Linked DNA regions of Mus musculus: region 2 is linked to region 1. A link is a contact called in public Hi-C data. All regions are on one chromosome and are shown on one strand. The core of a region is the stretch at or near the end of the contact, and the rest is flanking DNA. Distances in the headings are between cores, read along the strand shown. Region 1 overlaps Gm29883 (a long non-coding RNA gene). Region 2 has its middle 210 kb from the start of Gm24317.

What was found. Hi-C and Micro-C count contacts between places; a contact is called where the count stands out from the background.
Region 2: a contact with region 1 is called in a Hi-C map of cerebellar granule neurons, with 2.6 times the contacts expected there. The contact joins two enhancer-like sites. A contact is called at or near these places in 2 of 484 Hi-C or Micro-C datasets (cerebellar granule neurons and cerebellum).

What each region holds. Positions count from the first base shown.
Region 1 is chr4:15,319,357-15,324,523 of GRCm38.p6, forward strand. The region is part of intron 3 of Gm29883 (a long non-coding RNA gene); the gene reads left to right. Among named protein-coding and RNA genes, the nearest start is that of Gm29829, 4.5 kb to the left of the region's middle. Within about 2 kb of position 2,200, at least 4 of the 459 cell types and tissues checked have an H3K27ac peak or open chromatin away from gene starts, as enhancers often do. A contact at or near this core is called in cerebellar granule neurons and cerebellum, where this site is marked.
Region 2 is chr4:15,592,371-15,597,721 of GRCm38.p6, forward strand. No RefSeq gene overlaps it. Among named protein-coding and RNA genes, the nearest start is that of Gm24317, 210 kb to the left of the region's middle. Within about 2 kb of position 2,336, at least 19 of the 459 cell types and tissues checked have an H3K27ac peak or open chromatin away from gene starts, as enhancers often do. A contact at or near this core is called in cerebellar granule neurons and cerebellum, where this site is marked.

The sequences.
Region 1 (5,167 bases), core at 950-3,449:
TTCAGAAGCCTCCAGATCCAGCACTGCCTGACCCGTCTCTTCAGAAAAGTGTGCGTGGCTTTCTGCATGGTGACCTTGCCATGATCTACGGCTATTCTGCTGTCTCACAGATGTTACTCATTCTTTCTCTCCATAGCACCACTCATGGGAGTCATCTCAAGATGATTGCTTCTATTCCCAGTGGATGTGCCCTTTTCCAAACCTGGGAATCTGCAGTCACAACACTTTGTCTACATTTTTTTTAGTCAAGAACTTTGATAGCACTAGGCTCACATCATGAACAATGATGGAGTGAACAGGATGTGAATTTGGCTGTTGTGCTGTTCTTTCTTCTTTGTCTTGGCTCACACTGCAGGATTTAAATCACATGGCTATATTGACAAAAGTGGCATGACAACCATGGCTATAGCATGATTGGTACCTTGAAGATGCTGGCACAACACTTCCACAAAGCTTGCACAAAACTTTCCCTGCAGCCACACCCACCCGGACCAAAGGGGAAGTATTTGCTCCTATGGCCTAGCAAGGGACTCTTATGTTCAGAGCAAAACAAATCATGCTTTCACTGGTATAAGCGTAGCATAGAGGTCTGCTATGGTTGGTTTGTGGTTGTGTATGAGGAGGTCACCGTGTGAGTGGAAGCCAGGCAGGCTGAGATACAGAAGCATCAGAACCAGACAGTCACTGGCAAATGTAACAGTGCACTGACAAGACAGAGAAAAACCTCAGAGCAGGCAAGGGATCAGGGTGACAGCCAAGATTGCAGCCATAGCACTGACAGTGTTAGTGCGAGAAGCGTTAGAAGCCTGAGGTCCAAAGGTCTGGGACACCCTTGGACCTGGAGTGGTAACCTGGTCTCTCCCTCTCCCTCTGTCCCTCTCCCTCTGTCCCTCTGCCTCCCCTCCCCCTCCCCCTCCCCCTCTCCCTCAAGGTCTTGGAAACCTTGACACCGTACACTTGGGAGTTGTAATGAAAGAACTGTCAAGAGCTGTGGAATTAATTCTACATGGGCAGCACTCCTGCTGCAGACATGATTTCTATAGTGGGAGAAGAAAGGACACTACTGCCATCTGATTAGTAACACTTAGAGTAAAGCTAGGAGTAAGTGTGTATCACATCTGATTAGTAACACTTAGAGTAAAGCTAGGAGTAAGTGTGTATCACATCTGATTAGTAACACTTAGAGTAAAGCTAGGAGTAAGTGTGTATCACATCTGATTAGTAACACTTAGAGTAAAGCTAGGAGTAAGTGTGTATCACATCTGATTAGTAACACTTAGAGTAAAGCTAGGAGTAAGTGTGCATCACATCTGATTAGTAACACTTAGAGTAAAGCTAGGAGTAAGTGTGCATCACATCTGATTAGTAACACTTAGAGTAAAGCTAGGAGTAAATGTGCATCACATCTGATTAGTAACACTTAGAGTAAAGCTAGGAGTAAATGTGCATCACATCTGATTAGTAACACTTAGAGTAAAGCTAGGAGTAAGTGTGCATCACATCTGATTAGTAACACTTAGAGTAAAGCTAGGAGTAAGTGTGTATCACATCTGATTAGTAACACTTAGAGTAAAGCTAGGAGTAAGTGTGCATCACATCTGATTAGTAACACTTAGAGTAAAGCTAGGAGTAAGTGTGCATCACATCTGATTAGTAACACTTAGAGTAAAGCTAGGAGTAAATGTGCATCACATCTGATTAGTAACACTTAGAGTAAAGCTAGGAGTAAATGTGCATCACATCTGATTAGTAACACTTAGAGTAAAGCTAGGAGTAAATGTGCATCACATCTGATTAGTAACACTTAGAGTAAAGCTAGGAGTAAGTGTGCATCACATCTGATTAGTAACACTTAGAGTAAAGCTAGGAGTAAGTGTGCATCACATCTGATTAGTAACACTTAGAGTAAAGCTAGGAGTAAGTGTGCATCACATCTGATTAGTAACACTTAGAGTAAAGCTAGGAGTAAGTGTGCATCACAAACTTTGATTTTTGTTCCCTTGACCTGAGTATCAGGTTTTCAAGAAATGCCAGAAAAAAATTGTGAGGGGTTGGTTTACCGCCCACCCCACCCCCAGAGACCATTAGTGCTGAGAAATAGGCTGCAGGTAGCAAATTTCTTTGTGGAGATTCTGTGTTATTCCCTTCTGTACAGCAGGTCTGTATTAATTTCTTATTTCTAGGATCTGGGTCAAATTGTAGGTCTGGAAAAATGCCAAATAGCTCTATACAGGAATGAAACCAATCAAAGGTTATCAAATGATACCGAGAAAAGGTGCATATAAATTATAATTATAATCATTTTCTGTCTATCATGTAAACCAGTTAGAATTTTGCTACTCTCCTGTGTTCTTCTCTTGCTTCTTAGATTTTATATTTTGAAATATTTATTTTAATCAGACTTCAGAAGAGACCTTTGTACTCAGCTATGTTCCTGTTCAAGTTTCATTCTCAAGAGAGAGGAGTGAAAGGTCACAGATCAGCATGGAGATTTCACAGAGGTTCTTAGGCTCATGACCCAGTTCTGTTGCTGCTCAGATTTCTAAACCCTATTTGGATCTCAGCCAATGTCACTTCAAAGCCACCTTTCCCCTTGGCACAGTGATATCAGGGCCTGATGGTGTGGATTCAGCTCAAGGGTGCTGGCACACAGGCACATTGGAAGGGACCGCAGGTGCTTTCAAGGCTCAGAAAAATAACTTAATTCAAGATAGTGTTTTGGTTTTTAGAATTTTTTTTTTTTCTGAGTGAATCAGGTACTGTGAATCAGGCCCAGAGCTTTGCACAGTCTAAGTAAATACCGTACTTACAGCTGAGCTATGTGCCCCAGCTTTCAATTGTGAAAAGGGGTTTATTTTAACTCAAAAATTAATCATGTAAAACATTAAAGTTTGTTCTCTGTAATGGTTCTGTGATGGCCTACGTTTGCCTCAATATCTCCACTAGAAACATTTGAGGCAACTGGAACTTTGACTATATTCGATTCTGCTTGCAGTTAAAGCTTTAATAGTCCCATACACAAAGGTATTGTTTTCACATTGCAAAGTTAAAAGCAGTTTCTGGCCAGGTGGGATGGCACCTACGCTTGGCAGTCAAGGATGAAGGACAAGACAAGCTTGGGCTCCACAAAGAAATCTGTCTTAACAAACCAAAATTAAGGAAAAACGAGTAGTAGTTTTTACAATGGAGGTGAAGTTGCATCTTATGAGTAAGTGGGAAATCCTTTCCATGACTCTTTACGTGCACTTCAAAGCTCTGCAGTCTAGACACAGTAAGGAGAAAAGGGAAAACAAGAGACTCCTTCAGTGACCAGTGTGTTTGGATGAGGTTAACCAGGCTCTAGGAGGCAGGGACTAAGAAGTGTTTCACTCAGAGAAGAAATGGGAAGTACAGGGAATGGAAAAGAAGAGTGTCTTAGTTACTGTTTTGTTGCTGTGAAGAGGTGCTTTGACGGAGGCAACTTAGCATTTAATGGGTGCCCTGCATACAGTTTTAGAAGGTGAGTCCATGACCATCATTGTGAGAAGCATGGCAGCAGGCAGCCATGGTGCTGGAGCAGTAGCTAAGGACTCAGATCTGATGCACAGGTTGTAGGCAGAGGGGCACAGCCTGAACCTGGGCAGGGCCTTTTGAAACTTTGAAGCCCATTCCCCTCAGTGGCTCACCTCCCCCAACAAGGTCAAATGTTCAAATTCTTGCCAAAATGGTTCTATGCACTGGAACCATGCTGGGACCAAGCACTTAAATATATGAATCTATGGAGGCCATTCTCAAACCACCATAGACAGTTAGGGGTGCAAGAGAGGCACTGGAGTAGATATTTGGAATTACAAGAGAAAGGAGAAAGGGAAGAGCATGTATAAGAAGAACAAGATCACAGTGTAGAACAAGGGAGTAACAGAGTAAGGTTGCATATCACACATCTGTAACCAGGTACTCAGCAAGATCGTGTTTCATAAAATCCAGCATCAGCACCCTTGGCACTGTGCCCAGCAATCGCATTCATCACACTTTTCTCTACTATCAACTTTACTTAAAATATTTCCAGTGAAATTTAAATTGCTTCACTGGACACTTTTAAGTTTATTGCAACAGCATAGAATCAAAGTTTTGGCAAATTCCTCCATCTTTAGTGAGTTGCTTCTGATTGTAATGTCCAGCCTATCCATAGGTACCTGTTGAATCCTTCAGCCATTAGAGGAAATGTGTGTGGACAGATTTGAGAAGTTGGAATGCCGATCTGTCCAATTTGCAGACAACTGGAACAGTGCTAGAAAAAAGAGGAGTTGGGGCGGGGCTGTTTCTCCCTGAGATTGGTTATGACCAGAGAACCAGGGATTCCAGCATGTTCCTATAAACCCTGGATGTGCCCTTTCCCCGCAAATACGCCTTGCTCATCACAATCCTTCATACTTAGATGTGGTATAGATGCTGTTTTACATTTGGAATCTGAACCCAGATGAGTAGACCGTGTATCTAAGCCACAGAGTGTGGCTGGAAAGGCCACAGCTTGGAAGACTTGGAGGCTGAGTAGGGGGCAGAGCGTGATGCACAAAAGGGCAGTAGAGGAAGATGCTGCCTTTTTTTCTTGTTTCTTTGATAATGAAGTCATTGCATAGATTTTGTATAAAGTGAGGAAGTCACTCCTCCAAGGTATGGTTTGAGGGGACGCTCTTTACTGTAGAGATGAGGTAGAGCACATCCACGGGCTCCTGGAAGAGTTCAGAGCAGAGAGAGGAAGTAGTAGACTAAACATGGCCAGAAGATTGGGTCTGGCCATGGTAGTGGTGGTGGTGGGGGTGCAGGGCTGTGGAGGAGGGTGAACAAGAGAGGAGGACCAAGAGATGAAGGCAAAAAGAAAGAGTAAAAGAAAGCACAAGACTGAAATAGCAGGGTTGTACAGGAATGAGAAGCTGCGGGAGGCAAGCCCATGAGCTGGAGAAGGTTAGGGAAAGACCCATTGTGAGAAGAAGTGAGAGCAGCCCCTGGCACGGACGGAGCCTGGAGGGCAGCCCCCAGCACGTGCTTTGGTGTGCTAACAGGCACTTCGTTCAGCCATTTGTCCAGCATTTCTTTTGAACCTGACCAACTGAACAAATTCTGTGAACCTCATTTTAAAAATTGAAACCATCTCTCTGTGCAGCGTGCTTGTTCTACATTTCACTCT
Region 2 (5,351 bases), core at 1,086-3,585, 270 kb after region 1:
GGAACAACAAGGCATGAAATGGTATTCCATGTGGAGCACACAGGTCCAAAGCTGCTGAATCCTATTAAGTATCAGGAAACCAAAGCAATGACATTGAGTTCGAAATCTACAAGATCAGCTCAATTAAAACACTGAAGACTAGAGCCAAAGAGATGGTTCAACTATCATGAGTATTACTGCTCTCGTAGGAACCTGAGTTTTGTTCCTACAACCCACCTCTGGAGGCTCACAATGCCATTTGCAGCTACAGCTCTAGGGGCTTCTACTGCTTCTTCTGGCCTCCTTTGGCTCCTGAACACACATGCAACTAACTACACTCACACACACACTTAAAATAATTAACAAATAACACCAAAAACTGACAACAGCAGGTACCAATGTTGATAGAGCATCTAGAGTGATCATTTATTTTTGGAGTGTACATTTGTATAGCCACTTTAGGAATCTCATTGATAATATTGGGTGTAGTTATATTTTTTCTTATTTTTAAAACTTATCTATTTTTATGGGTGTGGGTGTTTTGCCTGCGACTATTATCTGTACACCATGTGCACGTAGTTCTCCCAGAAGCCAGAAGAGGGCACTTGCATTTCCTGGGGCTGGAGTTACAGGGGGCTATAGGGTTGGGAATTGAACCCTGATTCTTTGGAAGAACAGCTTAACAATTGGTCTATTACTCCAGCCCACAGTTTTTGTTTTAAGTACTTCAGCATAGATAAAGCTGAATTATTTGTAGCCCAGGTGTGGTTAGTTGACATTTAAAGGTTTTCAACCAGAAGTTACACTCAAGTAGTAGCTGGCTCAAATTTGAAAGATATTTACCTGAATTCTTCTCTCCAAAGGCAGCATGCACTACAAAAACGCTTCCTAACAAAAGAAATAGCAGAAATACTTTTTCATTGCTAAAATGAGTGATGTTTGAGAAATGCGGCTGCCTGGATATGATCTTTAGCTACCACTACCTTATCGATATGGAGTGAAACATGTGAGCCCAGAAACTTAGCATCGCCCAGCACTGCCTTAGAAGCAGAGCTGGGGGGGTCAGAGTTCTCTTCCTAATGGAGTACACTATAACAGATTCATGAGTGTTAGGTATTTACACCATTGTACTTCTTTGGAATGCATTGTAAATGCACAAAGTGATGGAGAAAAGAGATTTCAGTATCCAGGAGAGCAAGCTTTAAGAGTTGTATCACTGACTGACAAGTCCTGCTTTCACTGTAGTGTGGTACCCACCCCTGCTCCATCCTTCAGAATATAATGTTAAGTATAGCTCCCCTAACACCCAATTCACCCAGTCTAGGGAGTGAGACAGACACCTCAATTGCAATCAATTGCAACCAACATAGGGGTTGTGATGCAGTGAAATTGGTACACAAAGAAGGAGATTGTTAATCTGAGCCATAATGTAGATACAAGAACAAAAGAGAGCTAATTTTTTTTTATGAAATGGGAGAGTTAACACCTGTAGAATGTATAAGAACTTCACAATCATGTTTTAAAGTGAGAAATCAGCAAGTCAGGAGCATCCCAACTCTAGAATATAGAATAGAATTCAGCAGGCAGCACAGACTGTATTCAAACCCATCGCAGTTATAAATCACAACCCCTCTAGTTTCTAGCTATTCTATCCAATAACATTAACTAGCCTGTCCACAATGGAGCTTGTTCACCCACACAACAGAGGTATAAATAGGACCCTTTTACAGCTATTCTAAAGATTAAATAAGTTAAATATATACAAACTGCATAGAACAAAGTGTGGTACATGGCAATAAATCAAAACATTGTGCCAGGCTGTGTTTATAGATTGTATGAGCTTTTTAGAACTGCCATAACAAAGCACCGTGTGCTGAGTGGTTGTCGCCATAGAAACCCATGTCCTCACAGTGCTAAAAGTCAAAGATTAATGTGTTGGTTTAGCTTCTTCTGGGACTCTCCTCTCTTCTTTTTGTTGAAAGACAGCCTCCTTCTCCCTCAGTCCTCATGTAGTTATCCTTCTGTTTCTGTCTAATTTCCTCTTCCTGTAAGGATCCATCCTATTGATCTCATTCTCCCTTAATACCCTTGTCACAAATACCAGCTCCAAACACACTCACATTCAGAGATTTGAGAGAATAGAATTTTTACACATGAATTCTAACAGAACATGATTCAGCTAATCAAAAGCACACCGGAGACACTGGCAGAGTATGTAGCTTGGCACTCTGAAAGGTTTATTTTGTTCCTTTATTTTGGTGAGATTTGTTTTAAGCAATCCATCTAAAATCAGAACCCAATGACTTGTTCCTCCTGGCATGCTCTCTGCCAATATCATAGCTGTGCTCCTTCAAGGCTGAATCCAAGAAGAGGGAGGAGATGTCGGCAGTGTGGGGGTGTAAGAGTTGGCTTAGCCCAGGGACGATGGAGGGGGTAAAAAGGAAGCTTTCAGACAAGAAAATGCTGTCTTCTTCAACTGCAGTTTGCACTTTCAAAGATGACTCCCTTATCTCTGTAAATAGGGCTTTTGAATTACTCAGGTGTGTGAGCAGGACATAGATAAAGATACAGTATTTTTTTTTTTTTTTTGTCATTTAAAAATAAGGTCTGGAGTGATGGATTGATCAGTGCAAGCTGTGATAGTATGAGGCCCTGAATGCAGATCATTAGCCCCTACACCGAAATGCAGGCATGGCAATATATACCTGCAACCACTGTAGTCAGGAGAATCTGCAAGGTTTGCTGGCCAGGCAATCTAGTCAAATCAGTGGTCTCCAGTTCAAGAACTCAAAATTAATGAGGCAGAGAACAATTGAGCAAGACATGCAACATAACCTTGTTCCCACCACGGAAATGCACACACACAAAGTATACCTACAAGCACACGTGCACACACAACACCATTCTCTACACAAATATTATATTGTGTAAATATTACATTGCTGTATACCAGAGCTAAGTTTGTAAAAAGCTTTCCAGACAATTCAGGTTTGGAATTCATCTTGGAAGTGATAGGAAATGACTTATATTTCTAAATAGAAATTTAATAAAGTCTAATTTTGGAGAATTGTAGTCTCAGAATTACAGAGCAGGAAGTGATTGGAAAAGAAAATGTGATGGCAGAAAGGCACAGCATGGGCCACTGCATCCACAATAAAGCAAAGACCACAGAAGAGAAAAGAACCGTTCAATTAAGGATTGTGCCAGAATTGCTGCCCATAGATTGGCAGATAGGAAGAGCATATTTGGAAGATTATTACTTCTTTATTATTAATCTTAGAAGCAATATTCCAAACCAGGAAAATAGAGGAGGGGGGAGACAAAACCAGTAATGCAAACTGAGGTAAAAGCAGCGAGCAAGGTAGGGGACCCAGCAGAGATAGGGCAGGATGGAAAAACAAAACAAATGAAAACTCTCAAAAAGCACAACAACAATAACAAAAGGCTAGGGAGGTTGTTATAAAGACAGAGCAGGACAGTTTATACCCATCACGAGAAGCTAGGTAGCACCTACCACATACACCTCGCTCTCCTTCATCATATATTTCTAAATGAGTACCAAGTACTGTATTCTTTCTGGCTTCTGATGTAGCTTCAGGGTTGCTTACTTATCGTGGGGTCAGTAGCCTGATGACTGAAGTTCAATGTGTCCTCCATACCCAGCTTTCTGGTTGGATTTTTGCATTTTCTAACAGGCATACAAGATAAAATGAAAGGCTTACGTATTTTGCCCTCTTCCACACATGTGAAGCAAGAGCACAGATAGATTGAAGATGATTGAATCTGGGCACAGGAGGTTGAGGGGAGAGCCAAGCTGGCTTTAACCCTTGTTCATCCCACCTGAGCATGGTTGCCCAGGACGTCACTGCAGAGTGAGAAATGCCTGTGTTCTATTAACAGCATATTGTCTCAGCCTTTTGGCAGTGGGAACTGGCAGTTCTAACCGTACACCTGTCACTTCAACTCTCCTGTCATGTTTGCCTTGTTTCCTCTTTTTATTTTTCTCTTGCCAGTAACTAGGGTTTGTTGGAGTAGTAACTGAATTATGGATTTGTGTGTAGGAACAAGCTATATTAAACTCTCTTATCAATAGATCACATGCCTCAAACTTTAACTGAATTCTACAAGAAATCCAACCTTCTCCATTGTTCTAGAAGCAAACCAGGAGGAATTGGGCGCAGACAACCTACAAGGAGCTGACTTCTGTCACGCATCTGAGTCAGCTCCAAGCAGGGATAATGATGGTCCCTGATTGGGGAGGATGGAAGGTGCATATAAAATGGAGTGAAATTATATGGGTCTGTTAAATGTCAGGACGAGATTGAGTCATAACAGAGCCACAGAAGCCATTGTGTCAGCTCGGCAGGGGTCAGGTGGGAAGAGTATTTCTGCTAACCAGCAGCAGCTGTTTACCTCAAGTTGCTCTTTCCTAATCATTTCAAGCATCTTTTAGAGAATTAAAATTTATGAACTGAATCTAACAGATCATATTGCTAAAAACATCAAATCCACAAGTTATTATTTGTTCCAGATACAGGAAGTTGGTGATAGACCAGCCTGAGTCCATCTTAAGATTTGAAGCCATCTAGTTGCAAGGTCAAAATAAGTCTATTCATTTTTTTTTTCTGTAAAACTTGAATTTGACCACATCTTAACCAATTTCCTGGAATTTGACCTGTTCAACATCATATACTTTGTACCATCACTTCTACCTTGATAAAACTGATGCTCTGCAAATAATTTTGAGATGTTCAGCCAGATTTCTATGTAACCAAAAAAAATCTCTCAACTCTTTGAAATCCCCTAGTCTTGTGGGCTTTTTAAAGCTATAAGAACCCCACTGTCTCCTGTGTTCATGGTCATTGCCTCAAGCCCACTTTAAGGAGTCAGCCCTGTATAATAGAAAACAAAGCTTGCTTAAGTTGACCTAAAACTGGGGTGATGTCCTCATTCTCATTTGGTGGGACTGGAGCTGATGGGATCTCATTGGTGGGAAAACTGTTGGACATGGCGCTTTTCAAGTTTGTGTGTGTGTGTGTGTGTGTGTGTGTGTGTGTGTGTGTGTGTGTGTATGATCTATAGTTAATGATGGTCTTTAATTCATGATACAATCTGATTAAAAAGTCACGTTCTCAGTTAAAACTGTGGAAGTATTAACTTAGCAAAGATTATATTTTGTCTTATTGCGTGGTTTTGGAAAAGATTAACTTTTGAGAAGTATTTTTATTGCAAAATTCACAGTTTGCTCTTTATATCAAAAAGACAAGACACTAAAAACCAGTAATGTATGCCTGAGGATTTTGTCTGCCTATTCTTGTTATTTTTTTACAACTAAACATGGTAAAAAAATTTTAGAATTATGAAGCAAATAT